Linked DNA regions of Mus musculus: regions 1, 2, 4, 5, 6 and 7 are each linked to region 3. The links are chromatin contacts, called in public HiCAR-type and promoter capture Hi-C maps. All regions are on one chromosome and are shown on one strand. Each heading gives the region's core, a stretch centred on a gene start, on an enhancer-like site or on the middle of the called end of the contact. The rest is flanking DNA. Distances are from core to core; before and after follow the strand shown. Region 1 holds the start of Eps15l1 (epidermal growth factor receptor pathway substrate 15-like 1). Region 2 holds the start of Klf2 (Kruppel-like factor 2 (lung)). Region 3 holds the start of Hmgxb4 (HMG box domain containing 4). Region 4 holds the start of Tmem184c (transmembrane protein 184C). Region 5 holds the start of Tpm4 (tropomyosin 4). Region 6 holds the start of Rab8a (RAB8A, member RAS oncogene family). Region 7 holds the start of Ap1m1 (adaptor-related protein complex AP-1, mu subunit 1).

Region 1 (2,700 bases), core at 94-2,593, 2.6 Mb before region 3:
ACCATTTTCAGAAGACAATCACAGGTGCTGTAAGAGCATGTTAATTAATATCTACTGGTCTCCACATGTTAATATAGTGTCAAGGCTGCTGGTGGCTGGTCCTTCCAGGACTTAACCACCCTGTATTGCCCTCTCCTTCAGACCAGGTGACCTGGGTGCATCAGCCTGCCAAGCAGTTCTTACCAGCTTTGGCATTCATACTTGCTCTTGTCTTAGTCCCAAACACCCGAATTTATTGACGGGTAACAAAAGAGCTTCCAATGTGTTAGGCAAAATGTGCTTTCCACAGTTTTCTGCTAATGCATTTTACATCTCTATTTTCCAAATGAGGTAATTGATATGCTGAGGTTAAGAAGCCTGCTTCAAGGACACTCTTCCAGAGTTGGAGCCGAGATCTGAATATAAAATGCTTCCTCCTGGTAACCATGACCCTGCGAAAGACGATTCTAGCAAAGTGCATATAATATGCTGTGTGGAACAAACGGGTAATTTGGCAAATTAGCAGGACAGGAATACTTTCTAATTCTTATGGATGTCACCTGGAACTAGAGACTTTGTCAGTGAGAGACTGCTGAGCTCCCAAGCACCTGATCCCAAGCACGTTAGAAAGTGGCTGAAGAATGAATGAATGTTTTCCGCTAGAAGCACAATGGCCTTCTCACTGCTATTCTGTACGTCCCTGTAGCATTTGATACGTTCAAGAAAACCATCCAGCGACCCTGAGGACGAAGACTGGTGCATACCGTTGGGGGCGTAGGATCCGCGCTTTTCGCACCGCACAGAGCAGCGGAAGCGGATCTCGGGGGAAGGAGGGCTGGGCGGCCAGAGGCGAAGCGGGCGTGTCCCGGTTCCCCTTGCGACTCCAGTATGGGACACCACCCGCCCCGACGCCCGACCCCGCGGGAGACAAAGACTGGCGGCGGGCCCACCGCTCTCGCTCGCCTCCGCGGGGACGAAGCGCGACGCGGCTCGAACAACAGCGCCCACCCCCCAAACCCCCCCCCGTCCCTTAACCTGGCCAGGCCCCAGACGGAGCAGACATACGCAGCGGCCGCGCCCCATCACCTCTTCGCAGCCGCTCGGGGGTCGCCCGGCGCAAGAGTATGCGGGCCGCTCCGGCCTGTCACCTTCAGAACCGCCCGGCCCCCGCCACTCAGCCTCTGAGCCTTCAGCGCGCGCCTCCGCGGTCCCCTGGAGCCGCGCTTCCGCGACGACTTATCTTTCTCGCGGCAACCACCGTCCGCACCGCCCCACGGCGCACCCCAGCACCATACCTGCTGCGAGAGGGGTACAAGCGGCGCCGCCATCTTCGTGCGGACTCGGCCTCCGGAGCGCCGAAGGAACGGGGGCGGGGCCGTGCCTGCGCACTAGTACGAAGGAGGGATGCGATGCGCGCGCAGCACAGCCAGCGCAAGGACAGGCCACAGGACCAGAGTACACGTGCGCAGAAGGGAATCCAAGTCCTCCCGTGAGAAGTTTTGCAGTAAGAGGGCGGAGCCTCGATCACAGTGGAGAGGGCGGGGCAGTTCTGGCTGGAGGCGGAGCCTTTATGGGGAAGGCTCTGTCGCATAGCCTTACCAGAGTTGGCCGTACCGGGTGATTTAGAGAGCCTAGCCTAAAGCACAGCGTGACTAGAAGGTTCGGAGCCTCGTAAGTTTAGTGGGCCGAGAGTGGGCGGGCTAGTCGGTCTGTGGGGGTGGGGAGGGCCTCGTGTGCATCTCCTGATTGGAGTGGGCAAACCGAGCCCCTGGCTTTGGAGGCTCCTGTGAGGCAGGGAACCCAAGGGATAGGTAGGGCTCCCTTCCAGACCGCTGCACTCCAGCTCCCTGCACTTTCCAGTCTGGGTCTGTGAATCGGAGCTTGGCTAAACCCAGGCACCGTCTTAACTTCTCCACTCTAGTAGCCTCTACTAATGCCTAGGGTTTGCTGAACTTTTCCCGGGGAAATGGAGACAGTGGCACACAACAAAGTACCATGGTGCTCAAGTCTAACTTGGGCCATATGCAGTGTTAGTACCACTCAGTATGCTTGTTAAACAGATTTGGGTTCTGATTGCTTGCAGATGTGGGTGTAGCCTGACATCTGGTGTTTTTTGTTGTTTTTTTATGTGTATATGCCTGCTGTGCTCGTGCCAATGCCTGCCCAAGAGAGAAGAGTTTATTAGATGCCATTGAGCTGGAGTTAAAAGCACTTATGAGCCCCCAACCCCCGATATGAGTGGGAACAGAACTAGGGTCCTCTGGAAAAGCAACAAGCACCCTTAACCAACTAACTATATCTTCAGCTACTCTGGTATTTCTTTTTTTTTTTTTTTTTAAAGATTCATTTATTTATTATATGTAAGTACACTGTAGCTATCTTCAGACAATCCAGAAGAGGGAGTCAGATCTTGTTAAGGATGGTTGTGAGCCACCATGTGGTTGCTGGGATTTGAACTCCGAACCTTCAGAAGAGCAGTCGGGTGCTCTTACCCACTGAGCCATCTCACCAGCCCCTACTCTGGTATTTCTTTGTCTTTTTTTTTTTTTTTAAGTTACATTTTAACTTACATCTTAAAAGATTTGTGTGTTGGATGGCCCCTTCCACCATGAGTCACAGAGATAGGACTCAGGTTGTTAGCCTTGGCCGCAAGCATCTTTACCCACTGAGCTATCTTGCTGCCCCTTAGGACATCCTCATTCAAACCACTACACAGGTGCT
Region 2 (2,700 bases), core at 134-2,633, 2.7 Mb before region 3:
CCTCAGCCTCCTGGTTTCAGGTCACAGCTTCAATGCCCTCCCTCTCTCTATTACCCTCTTGCTTTCTCCAGAGCTTACCTCAATGTTTGCCTCCGGGGTTAAGGTCAAAATTGCACCAATGTCCTTCCCCAGGCTCACCACATACTTCCTCCTCTTCCACTGTTCCTTTTTTTTTTCTGTTTAGGCCCCTTGGGTATTATGCATATTTATTTGATGTGCCCATCCCCCACTGAGTATCCCTTGCAAGTCTTGACAGTCAGACAACAGCTCTTCCCTGCACTAGAAGGATTTATGTGAGGTGTATGTTTGTGGGAGGTGAAAGGTCCCAGAGACTCAGTACTGTATTTATGTATCTAGTGTAAATTGTAATTATTACATGCTATTGTGTATTTGCACGTGCGCCAGTGCACTGTGAGGTCTAAGGACAACTTATGGGAACGGATTCTCTCCCCCTTTTGGGAACTGAGCTCCTTGGATGAGGCTTGTAAGCAGACACTAAGCCATCATGCCTGCCTCTAGTGTTTGCTTCTTTTTTAAGACACGGTCTCTTGTAGCCAAAGGGGCCTTGAACCTAATGCTTTCAACCTCCTAAATGTTCTGAAGACAAGCATATACCACCATGCCATGGTGTCTGCCTCTGTGTGTGTGTGTGTGTCTCCTTCCCTCCCTCCCTCCCTCCCTCCCTCCCTCCCTCCCTCCCTCCCTCCCTCCCTCCCTCCCTCCCTCCCTCCCTCCCTCCCATCTCTCTCTCTCTCTCTCTCTCTCTCTCTCTCCCTCTCTCTCTCTTTCTCTCTCTGTGTCTATCTCTCTCCCTCTGTGTGTGTGTGTGTGTGTGTGTGTGTGTGTGTGTGTATTAAGGGGGCTACGATGCTCCAGGCTGGCCTCAACTCCCTTCTAGGCAGGCCCCAAACTTCATCCTTCTTGTCTTAGCTTCCAAGGTAGCTTAAACAAAGATTTCACAGAGCGTTCCCTGGGTGAGCACTGTGACCCCAGACTCCCCATGCATCGGTCCAGGTTTCCAGGGGCTTGAGGCTGGGGAGATACCGGGAAAGCCTCGTCACCCGTGTTCCCCGCGGAGTCCCAGGTGCCACCCCCTCCCCCGCCCCCCGCGCGCGCTAACTATGCTGTTGTGCCTGGTTTGTTGACGCCGTCGCCATAGGGACGGTCGGGGGCGGGGCCCGGCCGCGGGGGCGGGGCTTGAGGAGCGCAGTCCGGGCTCCCGCAGTAGCCGCCACAGCCACCACCGCCAGGCTTATATACCGCGGCTAAATTTAGGCTGAGCCCGGAGCTCGTCCCCATCCGGGACGCGTTTCCGTCGACGCCTCCTAGCCCGGCCCTCTGTGCCTGCCGCGCCTATAAGGCCTGGGTGGGCCGGGCCACAGCACACACAGTCCCTGCCATGGCGCTCAGCGAGCCTATCTTGCCGTCCTTTGCCACTTTCGCCAGCCCGTGCGAGCGCGGCCTCCAGGAGGTGAGGGCAGCGAGGGTCCGCGGGCGGCGGGGTAGCAAGGTACCAGGCTACAGGGTGCAGGAGCCAGTACTGGAGATGACAAGGTCCAGGGTGCTGACCGCCTCAGGGAGTTAGACTTCAGGCTGTGGGACAGGAGGTGGGTGCAGGGACTGAGGACACGCGCGCTGAAGGGATGCCGTGCACCGGGTGCAGATCTTGAGGGCCTAGTTGTTAGACTTTGGGGTGCAGGGTAGCAGGAGGCACCCCCACTCACGTCCCGCGCCCTGTCTCCTGCAGCGCTGGCCGCGAAATGAACCCGAGGCGGGCGGCACGGATGAGGACCTAAACAACGTGTTGGACTTCATCCTCTCCATGGGATTGGACGGTCTGGGCGCCGAAAATCCTCCCGAGCCCCCGCCGCAGCCCCCGCCGCCTGCCTTCTACTACCCGGAGCCGGGTGCTCCGCCGCCCTACAGCATCCCCGCGGCCAGCCTGGGAACAGAGCTGCTGCGCCCCGACCTGGACCCGCCTCAGGGGCCGGCTCTGCACGGCCGCTTCCTCCTCGCGCCTCCCGGGCGGCTAGTGAAGGCCGAGCCCCCCGAGGTGGACGGCGGCGGCTACGGCTGCGCTCCGGGCCTGGCCCACGGACCGCGCGGGCTGAAGCTCGAGGGCGCCCCAGGAGCGACAGGTGCATGCATGCGGGGTCCCGCCGGCCGCCCCCCGCCGCCCCCGGACACGCCGCCGCTCAGCCCCGACGGCCCCCTGCGCATCCCGGCGTCCGGTCCCCGCAACCCGTTCCCGCCGCCCTTCGGTCCCGGCCCCAGCTTCGGCGGTCCCGGCCCCGCGTTGCACTACGGGCCTCCCGCGCCTGGCGCCTTCGGTCTTTTCGAGGACGCGGCGGCAGCGGCGGCGGCGCTGGGCTTGGCTCCACCTGCCACGCGCGGTCTCCTCACGCCGCCCTCGTCCCCGCTGGAGCTGCTGGAGGCCAAGCCCAAACGCGGCCGCCGCTCCTGGCCCCGCAAGCGCGCCGCCACACATACTTGCAGCTACACCAACTGCGGCAAGACCTACACCAAGAGCTCGCACCTAAAGGCGCATCTGCGTACACACACAGGTGGGCGCCTGGCCTCATTCCCGGGATCTGCGGCAGGGGGATGGCCGCGAGTTCAGGAACAGGCTAGGTTACAGAGGAAGACCCTGTCCATCCTCCAGAAGGGAAATGGATACTGTCCCCAGAGTCTATGACACTG
Region 3 (2,700 bases), core at 179-2,678:
AGAGGCCATGAATTTGAGAGAAATAAATGGAAAGGGTTGAAAAGAGGGAACATGATCTAATTATATTTATATATAAGAATTAATAGTAGTGCATGATTTTAATCTCAGTGTTCAGGAGGCAGAAGCAGGAGGATTTCTGTGAATTTCAGGCAAGCCTTGTCTACATAATGAGTTCCAGGACAGCCAGGGCTGCTTCCTCCACCCATCCCTCCCGCCAAAACTGCCTACCTCCTGTGACTTTGACAAAGCAAAACAGAAGAGAAATTCCTCCCTAGAGCAGATGAAGGCTGGGTCTTTTCAGTGAGGAGGGCACCAGCTTCTGGTTGCCCTGATGGAGTGAGCACTGTTCACACAGAAGGCTATTATATACTTACACTATGCTACAAAAACAGAGTCTTTATATTAAACCAGGCTCTGGAAATTGTAAATGCTATTGATTTATTGAGTTCTCCTCAATAAATCAGAAGAAACTGTTTTCTCCTGTTTCTTAGAGAAAGAGTAACTTATTTATTTCCATTTTGTGTGTTTTTAGGGGACATTCCTGTGGCAGTCAAACTTGCATGAATCAGTTCTCTCTTTCCACCATGTAAATTTCCGGTGTCAAACACATACCCAGAGATTTGGTGTAAAATATTTTAACCCACTGAACCAATTCACCAGTCCTCTTAACACTTAAACAAAAATTGGTGTGAGCGGTGTAATAATTTGGTGAGAAAACAGCTTGTCTTACAAGTGTATGGTCTTCCACTTCACCTGGGCTACTCTCCAGATGTAAATGCTAAATTACAAATAAATACGGCTATTAACCCTTATCGCTCTGAGTCCGGCAAAGAACAGATTGTCTTGAAATAAACAGCATAACATTCTGTCTTAAATACAAAAGATTTAGGGGTAAAAGGAGAACAAGAAGGGCTACTATTAGGTGACCAGAAAGGACCGAGATTGCGGAGAAGGACCCATGAGTTCCTAAAAGAGAATACAAAGCTAATTGTCTAATTTTAAGTCTGTCATGAAATTTTCGAGGTTTGTATAAGCACGTGGTAGATAAGTACATAAAATTGTAACTGACAGTGAACGTATAAAATCCAAAGCCAAGCTCCATTGCTTCAGAACGACTGTTCTAATTGCATAGAAGTTTACGGAGCTGTAAAGACTTTGGGTTGGGGCAGGTGTTTGGCTACATTAATCTAATTGCCTGATATTTTTTATTCGCAATTTCTTTACAGAAAGATATTTTTATTGAAGAATAAACAGGAGACTTTTGAAATTATTTGTTTAGACCGAGAAGAGATTTCTAGACTAAACCTGCAACGGAGGAGTGTATTCTCAAACGGTACCGCGACCGCGCTCAACAAGCAGGTTTATTCGATGCGCTCGACGCTCTTTCGCCGGCGCGGTAGCCCCGCTGCAGTAGGAGTCTGCGCTCTGGGCTCGACTGAGGCGCCCTTGTTGCTCGCGCTTTTCTCTCCTTCTCCAAGATGGCGGCCGTCGGCGGCGCTGAGGCGGGATCCGAGCGAGCCGAGTGAAGGTAGCGGCGAGCGGAGCCCCCACCAGACCCGTCCGGACCCCCACCCCGGGGCGGCAACGGCCCCGCCCGGCCTCCGCCCACCGCTCCGGCCCCCCGACACCGTCCGGGAGGCGCTTCAGGCCCGCCGCGGCCTAGCTCGGGGGCCAAGCCGGGAACTGGAGTAGCGGCTGCAGCCGCCCCGGGGAAGGGGCTCGAGCGGGCCGCAGGAGGAAGGCGGCGGGAGCTGTTCAAACGGGGAAGGCGGGAAAGCTGCGGGGCCGGGAGGGGGCGTGCGGCCGCCCCAGGGACCCGCGGCCCGCGCCGCCCCTCCCCCTGCGCCGCTGTCTGGGCGCTCCGGGGCGCCGGAGGCCGACGGGACGTGGGAACACGGGTCGGGCGGAGCGCGGCATGGGAGCCGGGGCGCGGGCTACCTGGGGCTGTCAGGAAGAGAGGTCCCGGGCCGGCGGGCGGGAGGGCTGGGCGCGCGGTGAGCGGCGAGCGGGAGAGGATGCCCGGAGCTTCCTGCGCTGCGCAGAGCTTTGTTGAACTAGCGGTTGCAGCAGACCTGCCGAGGTTATCACAGCGGGGACCCCGGGAACGGTGGTCTTGGGGACTGTATGGATAAACGATCTCGTATTGTGTGTGTTCTTTGCGTGCGACTCAGTTTGAACATGCCTTCTTAATTGGAGTCATCTCCATACAGGCCCATTTCCCCCTCCACAACCACTACTTGTAGGTTCACTTTAGTTTATATCATATAGCAGACAAGATATGTCTACCACCCACCCACCCCACCCTTGTTTCCAGTACTGGCTGATTCTATACCCTCGTAGCAAAATACATTTTTAAAAACTGCATCCAAAGTAAAGCCTGTTGATTATGGCTTGTCAAAATTTGGATCGCTGAACTCGTGGAACCGAGTATGTTATCAGCCAATCTGTGCAGTGGTCGTGGTTCCAGTTAGCATTGCAGTGAGAAGATTCAGTGCGCCTTTCTGGCTATGGAGATCTCTGCAAGTTGCGAAGCTGGCAGGGGCTGGAGTGCTGCATAGGTGGGTCCTTGGAAAAGGGTGTGGCAAGAACTCCAACAGATCCAAGAAGGAAGGAAACCCACTGAAGTAAGAATTCACCTGTGCTATCCTAGAAGTAGCAACAAAATATCAGAATCTGCCAACAGCTGGATGTGTTTCTTCC
Region 4 (2,700 bases), core at 7-2,506, 2.6 Mb after region 3:
CCACGAACACACCAACAAATACACCTTTTTTTTTTTTTAAATATAAAGGAACACACAGGGGATGTTTGTAAAATTTTTGCTTTGGTTAAGGAGTAACTTCAGGTCTGGGGATGAAGCTCAGATGGTAGAGTGCTTGCCTCAAATAAACAAAGCCCTGGGTTCAATCCCTGCATTGAGTAAACAGAATGATGGATACACCGGTAATCCAAGCACTGGGAAGTTTGGATGCAGGAGGATCATCCTAGTCTACAAAGCAAAATCCAGAACAGCCTGGTTTACAGGAGATTTTAAGGAAAGAAACAAAGAAAACTTGTAACTTCAAACGTAAAGTTAATTAGCAAAGTCAATTTAACAAGAATCCTTTGGTTCCAGAAAACCGGCTAAAAGCCTATAAAATCCAGAACATAGTTTTTAAGATGGTTTATTTGGTCTGGTCAAGCCCTAGTACCTGCATAGCAGATCTGATTTCAAGAATAAAGTTCTTTCTGGGACTGATGAATATTGGGAAAGCGCCCATTGTAAGTAGGTGCTTTAACTATTTGTTTCTCGACCCGGACCTACCTCCAGTTGTAGCGGCTAAATAAAACCAGTCAGGTTGGTTTAATGTCCACAGACGAAATGTTTTTCAGACCTCAAGCATTAGAAGGCAGACAAAGGAACTCTGTCAACCAGCGGAAGAAAGGGTAGAGGTGCAGGACCCTCTTACCTTCATTTTTTGAAACTTCCAAATGCATATCGGAACCGCGACCAGGATGGTTGTTGCGTAAAAAAGTACCAACAGGGGTCGGATCCATCTCCTCCAGTTACTCCGATTACATGCGCAAGGCATGTTCTGTAACAGATTCTCTTTGAGTAGCTGAATAATCGAACCAAACCAAGAATTTGGCAAGTTCGCTTTTTCGGTTGTCTTCTCCGCTGGCGCCCTATAGGAAAAGATTTACTAGCCGCTGGCGCCGCGTTCTCGGGTCGCTCTGTGTTTGCGGCTGCTGCAGCGGTGGCCGCTCGGGATGCTCGCAGGTGCAGGCTGCATCCTCGCCGGCCAACCCGCATGGACTCAGTGCCGCCGCGGCGTCGCCTCCGCCTCACCTGGAGGTCACCCAGAGTCTCCGCTGCATCGTGACCCCGAGGACTATCAGGGTAAACTAGGGATTCTAGGCACTCGGGGTCTGACCTGCATCTGGTACCCTACCAGCCCTCTCCCTAGTCCAGCTCTGGCAGGCTAGTCTCCGCCCCCGGAAGACCCGGCCCAGAACTTCCTCACTCACGGCTTTGGAACCTCTACAGTACTCATCTTCAGAACTCATCTTCCGCCGACTATTCCACTTCCGTTTCCGATCAGATGCTTGCAGCAAATGATTTGCTCTGAGTTTCAAGCTGAGCTAAACCTTGTCCCGCAACGCAAAGCATTGTGATTGGTCAGTTACGGAGGAGGGCGTGGCTGTAACCTAGGTTACCGAGAGGGCGTGGCAAGGGCAGGAAGGAGAGTAGCGGCGGATTTCTGGCATCTCTAATTTACCTAGTCTAAGTGGTTCCCTAAAAGGGCTCCGAAAGTTGTAGGAACTGGGGACGTTTCAGAAACACCCGCTACATTCCTGAGACTTTACTCCATCTAAAGAAAAGTCATAGTGAGGGGCAGTCACTGTGGAGTGGAACTTGAAATAGCTTTATTTTTCTCAGAAGGCTTCCCAGTTGTCTTTAGGGGTGGAATGGGAAGCCCGCTGGAATAAGACAGAATAGGTTAGATTTCAGTCAGTTGCTAGAGTTTAGGGTCCTAAGGAGGAATTTGTCTGCATAATTTCTAGACCCGGCAGAAGAATCATTCTAAGAATAGCTTTTTTGAAAGTAACCGCCAATATGAAATGTTCACGTTTCAAACTTGAGTTAAAAAAAAAACAAAATCTTATTTAAGATTTAAAAGGTTGGTATTCTGACATCTGTTCTATACACCTAAAGCTTTTAGCTGTATAGCTTTACAGATCAATGACACATGGGATCTTAAATTCTTTCTAAATCAAGGGAACAAGCAAACATCTGAGTCCCGACTAGACACTGAACACTGCATATATTGTCATTTTCTGAAATCAAACACTAACTTCTCTACCCATTTTGTATGAGTTGATCTGCATAAAAGTACCGAGTAGCGATGGGTAGTTTTCTGTTTCACAGATGAGAAAAGTGTCAAGTGATTAATAGTACCTATTAAGTAATAGAGCTGTTTTCTCTGACTTTGGACTCTGCTTGATGTTTAAATATTTGCCATCACCTGCAACCAGGGGACTTCTGCCTATTAGCCATCTGGACAAAATGTCATGGACCAGAGTCTCAAAGTATACAGATGAAATCACATTCCTCAGTTACCAGAGCCTGGAGTCTGACTTCTGCAGTCTTTCTCCTGTGATCTCCATTTTGCACATTTCCTTAAAGGGGCTGTAGGACTTTAGTTTGGTCTACACTATAAGTTAAAATAGTTGGTTTTAAGGAAATTCCTAACCATTAATGAAATCTTGGTATACTGTTGAAGTTCAGAAAATTAGGGAAAACTCTTGCTTTACAGCTTATCACCACTACTTATTTCTTGGCAAATGGCAGTCTTTTTGGATAGGCTGTCTAACAGGACTTGTTTCTGTGTGTCCAGCCACACTCTTACTGCTTCTGATAGCCATCTTCTCCATTCCTTCTCATAGGAAGCCAATTTTTTAC
Region 5 (2,700 bases), core at 58-2,557, 2.9 Mb before region 3:
GTTCGAGGCCAGCCTGGTCTACAGAGTTCCAGGACAGCCAGGGCTACACAGAGAAACCCTGTCTCAAAAACAAAAACAAAAACAAACAAACAAAAAAACAGATGCCTAACAAATGTGCAAAAGTTAGAGGAGTGAAAATTTGATCTTAGAGGGGAATTGGTCCCTGAGAGTGGGTCTCTTCCAGGACAGACCTGAAAGCCAGGTGTGGGAGCCAGATTGGAGTGGGAGCAGGATGTGGGGCTCTTGAGGGTAAGTTTCTCAGCAGGGGAAAGGGCTTGCACACTGGTCAGAAAGTTTCTGCCTACAAAACTGGGAGTTTCTATAGGCTCCACTTTGCTTAAACAGAGATCACCTGAGAGCTGCATTCAGAAAGTGAGAATGCAAAATCCAATTTGTAGTGTTTCAAACTAAAGCTATGACTTCCTCAAGAGAGTGGGGACTCTTATGAGTCCAAGAATGGCCAGTCCTTAGGTCAAGAGTAAAATCCCTCTGTATTCAGTAATGCACACTTACCGCTCTGTGTATGTGGAGGGAGTATTTTATATTTTATGTGAGGGTGTTTTGCATGCATGCATGCCTATGCTAAGGGGTCATGGAAGCAGAGAATGTTGGCTCCCCTGGAACAGGAGCTGGGAATCAACCTGAGTCCTCTGTACAAGACCTTGTCTATATACACTTTTTACTTTCACAAACTTGTGTCCTCTGAATGAGACCTTCTTTATATAAACCTTTTACTTTCTACATTAATGTGGGCGCATGTGTGAGATTAATGGACTCTGGGCATTAGGCTTGGTGGCAAGCACCTCTACCCATGGAGCCATCTCATCAGCTCATAAAGACTTTGTTCATTTGCAGGGCCTTAAACTCCCAGTCCTTCTGCCTCAGCCTCCCAAACTCCGGGCAATGGACCATTAGGCTGACTCATTATCTTCTGTGTCCCCAGGTGAAAGAGCAGCTGACGTAGTTCCAGAAGAAACTGAAATGCGTGGAGGACGAACTGGACAGGCACTCCGAGGACCTGACAGACTTAAAGAAGACTCTAAAGCAGACGGAGAATAAAGGCTCCCAGGTAAGTGCGCGGCCGCTGGGCCAGGCGGGGCGGGCAGTGAGGGAGGACGAGGAGCCCACAGGGCAAAGGCGGCTAGCTGCACCGACGTCAGCCACCCCCTCCCACCCACCCCCCGCCCGGTGCTGACGTCGCGGCCGGCCCGGGTGACCTCATGGGCCTGACAGCAGGGCCGGGGGGCGGGGAGAGGCGGGGGCGGCCCCGGCGTGGCCAAGGCTGGCGGGCCCGGGCGCGGCCGCCCAGCTGTCGCCGGAGCCCAGCAGAACGATTGAGCTATGGCCGGCCTCAACTCACTGGAGGCAGTGAAGCGCAAGATCCAGGCCCTGCAGCAGCAGGCAGACGACGCAGAGGATCGCGCGCAAGGCCTGCAGCGCGAACTGGATGGCGAGCGCGAGCGGCGCGAGAAAGTGAGAGACCAGGACCCGCGCCGTCCGCGACCCCCGCCCGATCCCACTTTTCGTCCCGCGCGCTTCCGGGCCCGCAGTGCTCCCTGGCGCCCTCTTTTCTTCCCAGCTCCGCATGCTTCTAGCTCCCCCTTCCTCCGTCTCCCCTCCGCCTTGATCATCCATACCCTTGGATCCTGGAGCCCCGTACGCTGGCGGGGCAGGAACTGGGAGGTTGCGGGGGGGACAGTCCTGCGCGGGGCACTCCGGAGTAGTGGGGCAAATACCGCGCTCCCATTGTCTGCGGCTGACCAAGGTGGGGGCGGGGGCGGTGCGCGCTTTTGCTTCTTCGCGCCCGAACTTTCCCGGCACGTCCTTAGGGTGCGGCCGCGACACGTCCGCTGAGGGCGGGGTGGGGACAGGAGAATTTGGACGCTGGCCTGCAGGACACCCACCACCACCACCATCACCCTGTGTCCCCCTAGCCCCAGGTAATATCCACTAGGGGGCCTGCCCGACGCCGGAGCGCCCACTGTATGCGCCTTCCCTGAGAGTTCAGGGACCGGGGTGCATGAATAGTTCGGAAAGAGGAAAGGCCTCCGCGCCTCCTCTTCATCCCTGGGTCAAGCCCGGGGCCAGAGATGGGTCTGGGTTCTAAGCCCAGCTCTGGCACCCACAAAGCGTTCGATTCGTGTCTCCCAAAAGTCTGCTACAGGTGGGTAGAAAGAAAAGACTAGGGAGAGGCATTCCAGACGTTTCCGGGGCAAGGAGAGCCCCTTGCCTGAGTAGTAGGGCGGTGTTTGCTAGCGAAGGAGACTCACAGACAAGGGAAGAAGTGTTGTGTGATTGCCCAGGTCTCCTGAAGCCGTAGTGTGGGAACTCAGGGCGGGGACCCTAGAAACTGAAAGGCTAGGTGGAGTTGGCAGTGCAGGTACCGCCTGGACTCCTCCCAAGACTGCCTGGGCGACAGCCTGGCCTGGGTAGAAGCCTTGAATCCCTCAAGGACCGCTCGGGCTGGAGAAAGCCTCAGAACCGGGCGGAAGCTCTGCACAGTAGCTGTTACGGCTTCTCATACGCCCGTCCCACCCTAGACATCTCCAAAATGGCCTCGAGACTCCAGCCAAGCCAGGAATTTGGCGGCCCAAGGGTGGAGTGCGGGGGATGCCTTTTGGAAAACTCTGAGCTGCTTTAAAAGTTCATGTGGGAAAGCATGCTTCTTTTGGTTGTAGAAAGACATCTCAAGTTGATTCC
Region 6 (2,700 bases), core at 2-2,501, 2.8 Mb before region 3:
AGCAACTCAGATCTTTTTTTTTTTAATTTATTTATTATATGTAAGTACACTGTAGCTGTCTTTAGACACCCCAGAAGAGGGCATCAGATCTCATTACTGATGATTGTGAGCCACCATGTAATTCAGGACCTCTGGAAGATCAGTAAGTGCTCTTAAACACTGAGCCATCTATCCACCCCCCCCCACTCCTTTTTTCTTTTTAAGATTTGAGTACACTGTAGTTGTCTTCAGACACACCAAAAGGGGGCACTGGATTCCATTACAGATGGTTATGAGGCACCATGTGGTTGCTGGGTATTGAACTCAAGGCCTCTGGAAGAGTAGTCTTAACCGCTGAGCCATCTCTCCAGCCCTCAGATGTTTATCTTAATGTGGCTTTATTTTATTTTGTCACTGTTCTCCCGTTACTCCGGGACTACACCTCAACATATTAAAAAACAGAAGGGAAAAAAAAATGCTACTCTGAAACCTAGGAAAGTCACTTCACCTGTCTTCAGTATACTTACCATAAAACGAGGAAAAGATTACCTACCAAGCCGGGCTGGTGTGGGGTGAAGGACCTTGACTTATTTTTAAGTATAGATAGCACCCGCAAGCACAGAAAAGAAAACAAAACAAAACAAAACAAAAAACGCTGCCATTACTTGGAAATGATAACATAGCCCTACCGGCGCTGAAGCCCTGGGATCGCTCACGGCAATGGCCGGCTTGCCTGTACAGCACCTAAGTAAGTCCAATGGTGGGCGCCAAGGCCGAGGAGCGAGTCTGCAGCACATCTTAACCCGCGCCACTTTTGCACCGCCGAAAATCCTCCTCAGAAGCATTACCACAGGTACTTCCTGCGCTTCGCCTCAGCGCCGGCTGCGGCTACGGCTGCTGCTGCGCAGGCAGAGAAGGCGGGAAACACGAGGCGTTCTCTGCGCGCGTGCGCTCTCTGCCAGAGCCAACCGTCTTCCCAGTACGCTTGCGCCTGTTCACCAAGCCCGTCCCTCCCACTCTCTCATCAACCAGCGCGCGGAATTGTTGGGGTCCCTCCTGTCGGGGGCAGGGCCTGGACGCTGAAGGGCTGAGGAGAAGGCGCGCACGGGAAGGCGGGGTCAAGATGTGACCACACCCATCGCTGGTCATTTGACGCCCTCACCCTCGACTCTCCAGCACTAGCCAATAACAAACCTCCCTATACCAAGCGTCAACCAATGGGCTGTGCAGTCGGCTGCTTCCGGCTCTGCGCCGCTTTCGCCTTTTTCCCCTGGGCTCTCTGCGACAGGCGGGGCTCCGGGTGGCGGGCGTAGGCCTGGATGATGCGCGGCGGGCAGGGGGCCAATAGGGGGCGGGATCTGAGATGATAGACGGGTCCAGCGACCAGTGGCGAGGCGCCGGCCGTACTTCCCGTCGGGGAGAGAGTGTAATATGGCGAAGACCTACGATTACCTGTTCAAGCTGCTGCTGATCGGGGACTCGGGGGTAGGGAAGACCTGTGTCCTGTTCCGCTTCTCCGAGGACGCCTTCAACTCCACATTCATCTCTACCATAGGTAGCGGGGCCTTGGGCGGCCGGTGACCAGGGCTGGACGCGCCCCTATGGGGCTGGGCTGAGGGATCGACTCAGGATCCACTCGGGCCGAGGATCCGGGAGGGTCACGGGGCTGGACAGAGAACCGCAGCGGCCTCCACCTCCCGCCAGGGAGTCCAGGCCGGGACCCTGGCGGGCGCCGGAGACCAAGGTGCAGACAGGGACATGCAGGCTGCAGTCTGAGGAAGAGCCTGCCCTGGGGTCCTGGCGCCTGTCAACTCTCTGTGTCTTTACATCAGACCTCTACACTGTTCTTCCGGGGAGACCCCCGTCTTCCAAAAGTGGAAACTGAGGCATGGAGGTGACACCTGACCTCGTAGTTTCCTATGTGGCAAGCTTGGCATGTGCAGTATCAAATCTGTAGTGTACTCGTGATGGGTGCTTTGTCCCTGGAGGAGGAATTTGAAACTGAGGGAGGGTGCGGCACGCACTGAAGGTCACAGTCTACAGGTATTAGGGATGAGATTTGAACCCAGGTGTGTCTGACTCCAAAATTCAAGGTTCAGCTGTTCCAGAGCTTCAAAGGACCAGCACCACTGATCCACATCTAAGTCAGGACTCCAACCCAAAGTCCTCCTGCCTTCTCTCTGAGGAATGGTGACAGTATCTGTCATCCTGGTGGGAATACAAGAGAAAAAGTTCCAGTAAGAAACTAAGTCCAGCCATGGCTACGTGCAGCCTTGACTGACTTCCTTTCACTGGGCCAAGAACACCACCTGAACAGCTTTTCCCCAGGGCTGCCTCACGGCACAGTTGAACAGAATTGGCTTGTGATGGCCCCAGTTCTGACGTCAAAAATGGTGCTGACCATGCTCCTTACCATGAATAGTCATGGCTCACATTGAGTGTTACCTGGAAGTAAATCCTGCCAAACAGAGTGACCTGGATGGTGTATGGTCCTGAAACAAGAGAATAGTCACTAGGCTTGGTTTATCCCTAGTCAGGATGTGGTTCCATTGTTGGAACCCTGGGTGCCATCTCCAGCACCCTGAAACCAGATGTGGTAGTGAACACCTGTAATGACAGCACTAAGGACAGGGAGGCAGGAAGATCGGGTGCTCAGGGTCATCCTTGGCTACATAGAGTGTTCAAGGCCAGCCTGGGCTGCATGAGACCCTGCCTTGGAAG
Region 7 (2,700 bases), core at 78-2,577, 2.8 Mb before region 3:
TCCTGACGTAGATTCCTTGATAGGACATGACTCCTTAGTTACCTAGATTCCTTTGGCAGAACTCCCTAGTGATGTAAACTTGTACTTTTCCTGCCCAGTTCTCCCCCTTTGAGTTTTACTATATAAGCCTGTGAAAAATTTTGGCTGACTGTCGAGACTCCTCTACCCTGTGCTAAGGTGTATGAGTTTCGACCCCAGAGCTCTGTGTGCTTTCATGTTGCTGCTTTATTTCGACCCCAGAGCTCTGGTCTGTGTGCTTTCATGTCGCTGCTTTATTAAATCTTACCTTCTACATTTTATGTATGGTCTCAGTGTCTTCTTGGGTACGCGGCTGTCCCGGGACTTAAGTGTCTGAGTAAGGGTCTCCCTTCGGGAATCTTTCACTATGTGTCACACAAGTAAAAAACCACACAAAGTAAAAAACAAAAAAAAGCCCTTGGGGCGGGGAGGAGTGTTGATGGGCTCCTTTGATCTCTCGGTGGCAGAAAGGTGGTTAAGAATGGCAGAATTTGCCGGGCGGTGGTGGCGCACGCCTTTAATCCCAGCACTTGGGAAGCAGAGGCAGGTTTATTTCTGAGTTCAAGGCCAGCCTGGTCTACAAAGTGAGTTCCAGGACAGCCAGGACTATACAGAGAAACCCTGTCTCGAAAAAAGAAGAATGGCAGAATTAAAATTTAATCAGCCTTACTTTGGTTTTGTTTTTTTGAGACAGGGTTTCTCTGTATAGTCCTGGCTGTCCTGGAATTCACTTTGTAGACCAAGCTGGCCTCGAACTCAGAAATCCGCCTGTCTCTGCTTCCAGAGTGCTGGGATTAAAGGCGTGCGCTAGCTACCACGCCCGGCTCAGCCTTACTGTGAATTAGGCACAGGCTAAGTTACACACGTGCTACCCTGGGTTCACTGGGGCAAGACGGGTGAAGCCCAGTCAGTTGAGAGGTTGACAGTGACAAGTGATTGCTGATAAGGCTGGATTGCCATTGGGAGACTGACTTCCTTTAAGCGCCACCTAACGGCGAGTCACAGTCAGTGACGGGATATTAGTTTACTTGACTTCTGCAGAAAGCAAGGCTGTCTCGAAAAAACAAAAAAAGAAAAAGAAAAAAAAAGGCTCAACTCCAAATCGGTTCCGCTTTCAGCGTCTTCTCACAGCAACAGGCTTGGAAGCGTCCACCTTCATTCCACAGCTAGTCCTTCAGGTACAAGGAGTAATGACAAAGCTGCCCCGCCCTGGTCCTCCAGGCCCCGCTCTTCAGGAAGGCCACGCCCCCTGACTTCCGGCCCGTTTGAGCTATGGGTGAAAAATACTGCCAAAAAGTTCCTACTGCGCTTGCACTCAGTTACGCGCCTGCGCACTTGCGGCTCCCTTCAGACCGGACATAACGGTCCACGCGCTGCTTCATGGACCGGAAGTGGAGGGGAAGTGTCTCGGGGCGCGCCGGGCCTTGCTGAACGCCCGCAGTTCCTGCCGTTGCCGCCGCCCTCGGCTACTGCCGAGACCTTCCAAAGCCGCCATGTCCGCCAGCGCCGTCTACGTACTGGATCTGAAGGGCAAGGTACTGAAGGGTTCGCCACCCTCCGCGTTGCCAGGCAACCAACGGGCCCTCGCCCTGTCAGGACCCACCCTGTTGCTAGGCAACTGGCCGACCAGCCCAGCTAGGGCGTCAGGCAGGCGGGGCAGCCTCACTTGCCAGCCCTACCAAGTTACTAGGAAATGGGCGGTGGTCTTTCCGCGAGTCCCGCCCCATTGCTAGCCAACTTGGTGGGCTGCGGTTGCTAGGTAACTGTCCGCTTTGCCCCTTTCCCTTTTTGTTCGCCTGGGTACCGGACTCTAGCTTCTCCTGCGAACTCCTGTAGCAGGACCCTGCGCCCCGGGGACCGTGCGACCCTTGGCCAGAGGCGTGGCGGGAACTATGGCCTTAGGTCGGTCCCTCGCTCCACAGGCTTCAGCGTTCCCTAGAGCCACTGAGCTTCCTATGACATTAAGAGAAGCGGATGATAAAAGTGTGGTTTTAAGAAGGGCGTGGTGGCGCACGCCTTTAATCCCAGCACTCGGGAGGCAGTCAGGCGGATTTCTGAGTTCGAGGCCAGCCTGGTCTACAAAGTGAGTTCCAGGACAGACAGGGCTATACAGAGAAACCCTGCCTCGAAAAACAAAAACAAACAAAAGTGTGGTTTTAGAGGGGGAAACAGTGCCTAGAGTCACACTGATTACTGGGAAGTAGCGGCCTGGAAGCATCCTCGCCAGGCAGGTGCTAAGCCCAGGGCCACCGTGGGTTAGCCTAATCTGTCATAGCTCAACTTAGTCACTTGGAAAAAACAGAAATAGATGAATACCTATTGGGGCCATGTCTTCATAATGGACTAGCAGCTGCAACTGAAGAATCAGGGAGAGCTATCCTGACTGGGAATAACAAAGACTGCTGAGACATGAAGGCCCTGCACAGAAACAGGACCCTGGCATCTTGCCCAGCGTTATCTGAGAAAGAAATCTTCATTTGTGTGTTTCTGCGGGTGTGTGGAGGAAGGAGACCCCTGCTACTCTTACATGGGCTCTTGTTATCGAACTCGGGTCACTAGACTGATTGAGCTAGGCTGCCTGAACCGTTAAAACGCATGGATCTGCCTGTCTGTACTTCCCAGCAGAATCTGACTTTTTCCCTCTCTTGGTTTTATGAGACAAGTTTTCTCTGTGTAGCTCTG

What was found. Promoter capture Hi-C pulls out the DNA fragments that hold promoters and counts their contacts. HiCAR-type assays count read pairs that join an accessible place to other places. Capture Hi-C pulls out chosen DNA fragments and counts their contacts.
Region 1: a contact with region 3 is called in a promoter capture Hi-C map of pancreatic islet, with 52 times the contacts expected there. The contact joins the promoter of Eps15l1 here to the promoter of Hmgxb4 in region 3. A contact is called at or near these places in 1 of 39 promoter capture datasets (stem cell-derived epiblast-like cells), 6 of 115 datasets of contacts at active chromatin or transcription factors (astrocytes, embryonic forebrain, embryonic limb bud and 3 more) and 1 of 9 other capture datasets (pancreatic islet).
Region 2: a promoter capture Hi-C map of liver shows a contact between it and region 3, with 3 times the contacts expected there. The contact joins the promoter of Klf2 here to the promoter of Hmgxb4 in region 3. A contact is called at or near these places in 7 of 39 promoter capture datasets (cranial neural crest, embryonic stem cells, frontonasal cranial neural crest and 4 more), 3 of 115 datasets of contacts at active chromatin or transcription factors (all in embryonic stem cells) and 1 of 9 other capture datasets (embryonic stem cells).
Region 4: a contact with region 3 is called in a promoter capture Hi-C map of pre-B cells. The contact joins the promoter of Tmem184c here to the promoter of Hmgxb4 in region 3. A contact is called at or near these places in 3 of 39 promoter capture datasets (liver and pre-B cells), 1 of 484 Hi-C or Micro-C datasets (B cells), 1 of 115 datasets of contacts at active chromatin or transcription factors (astrocytes) and 1 of 9 other capture datasets (adipose tissue).
Region 5: a promoter capture Hi-C map of liver shows a contact between it and region 3, with 2.6 times the contacts expected there. The contact joins the promoter of Tpm4 here to the promoter of Hmgxb4 in region 3. A contact is called at or near these places in 2 of 39 promoter capture datasets (cranial neural crest and liver) and 2 of 115 datasets of contacts at active chromatin or transcription factors (embryonic forebrain and stem cell-derived neural progenitor cells).
Region 6: a promoter capture Hi-C map of hippocampal neurons shows a contact between it and region 3, with 2.8 times the contacts expected there. The contact joins the promoter of Rab8a here to the promoter of Hmgxb4 in region 3. A contact is called at or near these places in 5 of 39 promoter capture datasets (the 3T3-L1 cell line, cranial neural crest, hippocampal neurons and 2 more).
Region 7: a HiCAR-type map of astrocytes shows a contact between it and region 3, with 5 times the contacts expected there. The contact joins the promoter of Ap1m1 here to the promoter of Hmgxb4 in region 3. A contact is called at or near these places in 2 of 39 promoter capture datasets (cranial neural crest and hippocampal neurons) and 2 of 115 datasets of contacts at active chromatin or transcription factors (astrocytes and embryonic forebrain).

The regions. Positions count from the first base shown.
Region 1 is chr8:72,420,131-72,422,830 of GRCm38.p6, forward strand. It overlaps Eps15l1 (epidermal growth factor receptor pathway substrate 15-like 1), which reads right to left and starts at 1,344. Exons shown (of 24, transcript NM_007944.3): 1 at 1,275-1,344. The coding sequence starts at 1,307. Gm46043 (a long non-coding RNA gene) reads left to right here. Exons shown (of 3, transcript XR_001778581.2): 1 at 1-1,650.
Region 2 is chr8:72,317,679-72,320,378 of GRCm38.p6, forward strand. It overlaps Klf2 (Kruppel-like factor 2 (lung)), which reads left to right and starts at 1,384. Exons shown (of 3, transcript NM_008452.2): 1 at 1,384-1,471; 2 at 1,748-2,564. The coding sequence starts at 1,400.
Region 3 is chr8:74,992,222-74,994,921 of GRCm38.p6, forward strand. Hmgxb4 (HMG box domain containing 4) reads left to right here and starts at 1,429. Exons shown (of 11, transcript NM_178017.2): 1 at 1,429-1,528.
Region 4 is chr8:77,609,397-77,612,096 of GRCm38.p6, forward strand. It overlaps Tmem184c (transmembrane protein 184C), which reads right to left and starts at 1,257. Exons shown (of 10, transcript NM_145599.4): 1 at 707-1,257. The coding sequence starts at 829. Gm39200 (a long non-coding RNA gene) reads left to right here and starts at 2,685. Exons shown (of 3, transcript XR_878939.2): 1 at 2,685-2,700.
Region 5 is chr8:72,133,981-72,136,680 of GRCm38.p6, forward strand. It overlaps Tpm4 (tropomyosin 4), which reads left to right and starts at 1,308. Exons shown (of 8, transcript NM_001001491.2): 1 at 1,308-1,473. The coding sequence starts at 1,342.
Region 6 is chr8:72,159,949-72,162,648 of GRCm38.p6, forward strand. It overlaps Rab8a (RAB8A, member RAS oncogene family), which reads left to right and starts at 1,252. Exons shown (of 8, transcript NM_023126.2): 1 at 1,252-1,534. The coding sequence starts at 1,411.
Region 7 is chr8:72,238,691-72,241,390 of GRCm38.p6, forward strand. Ap1m1 (adaptor-related protein complex AP-1, mu subunit 1) reads left to right here and starts at 1,328. Exons shown (of 12, transcript NM_007456.5): 1 at 1,328-1,553. The coding sequence starts at 1,512.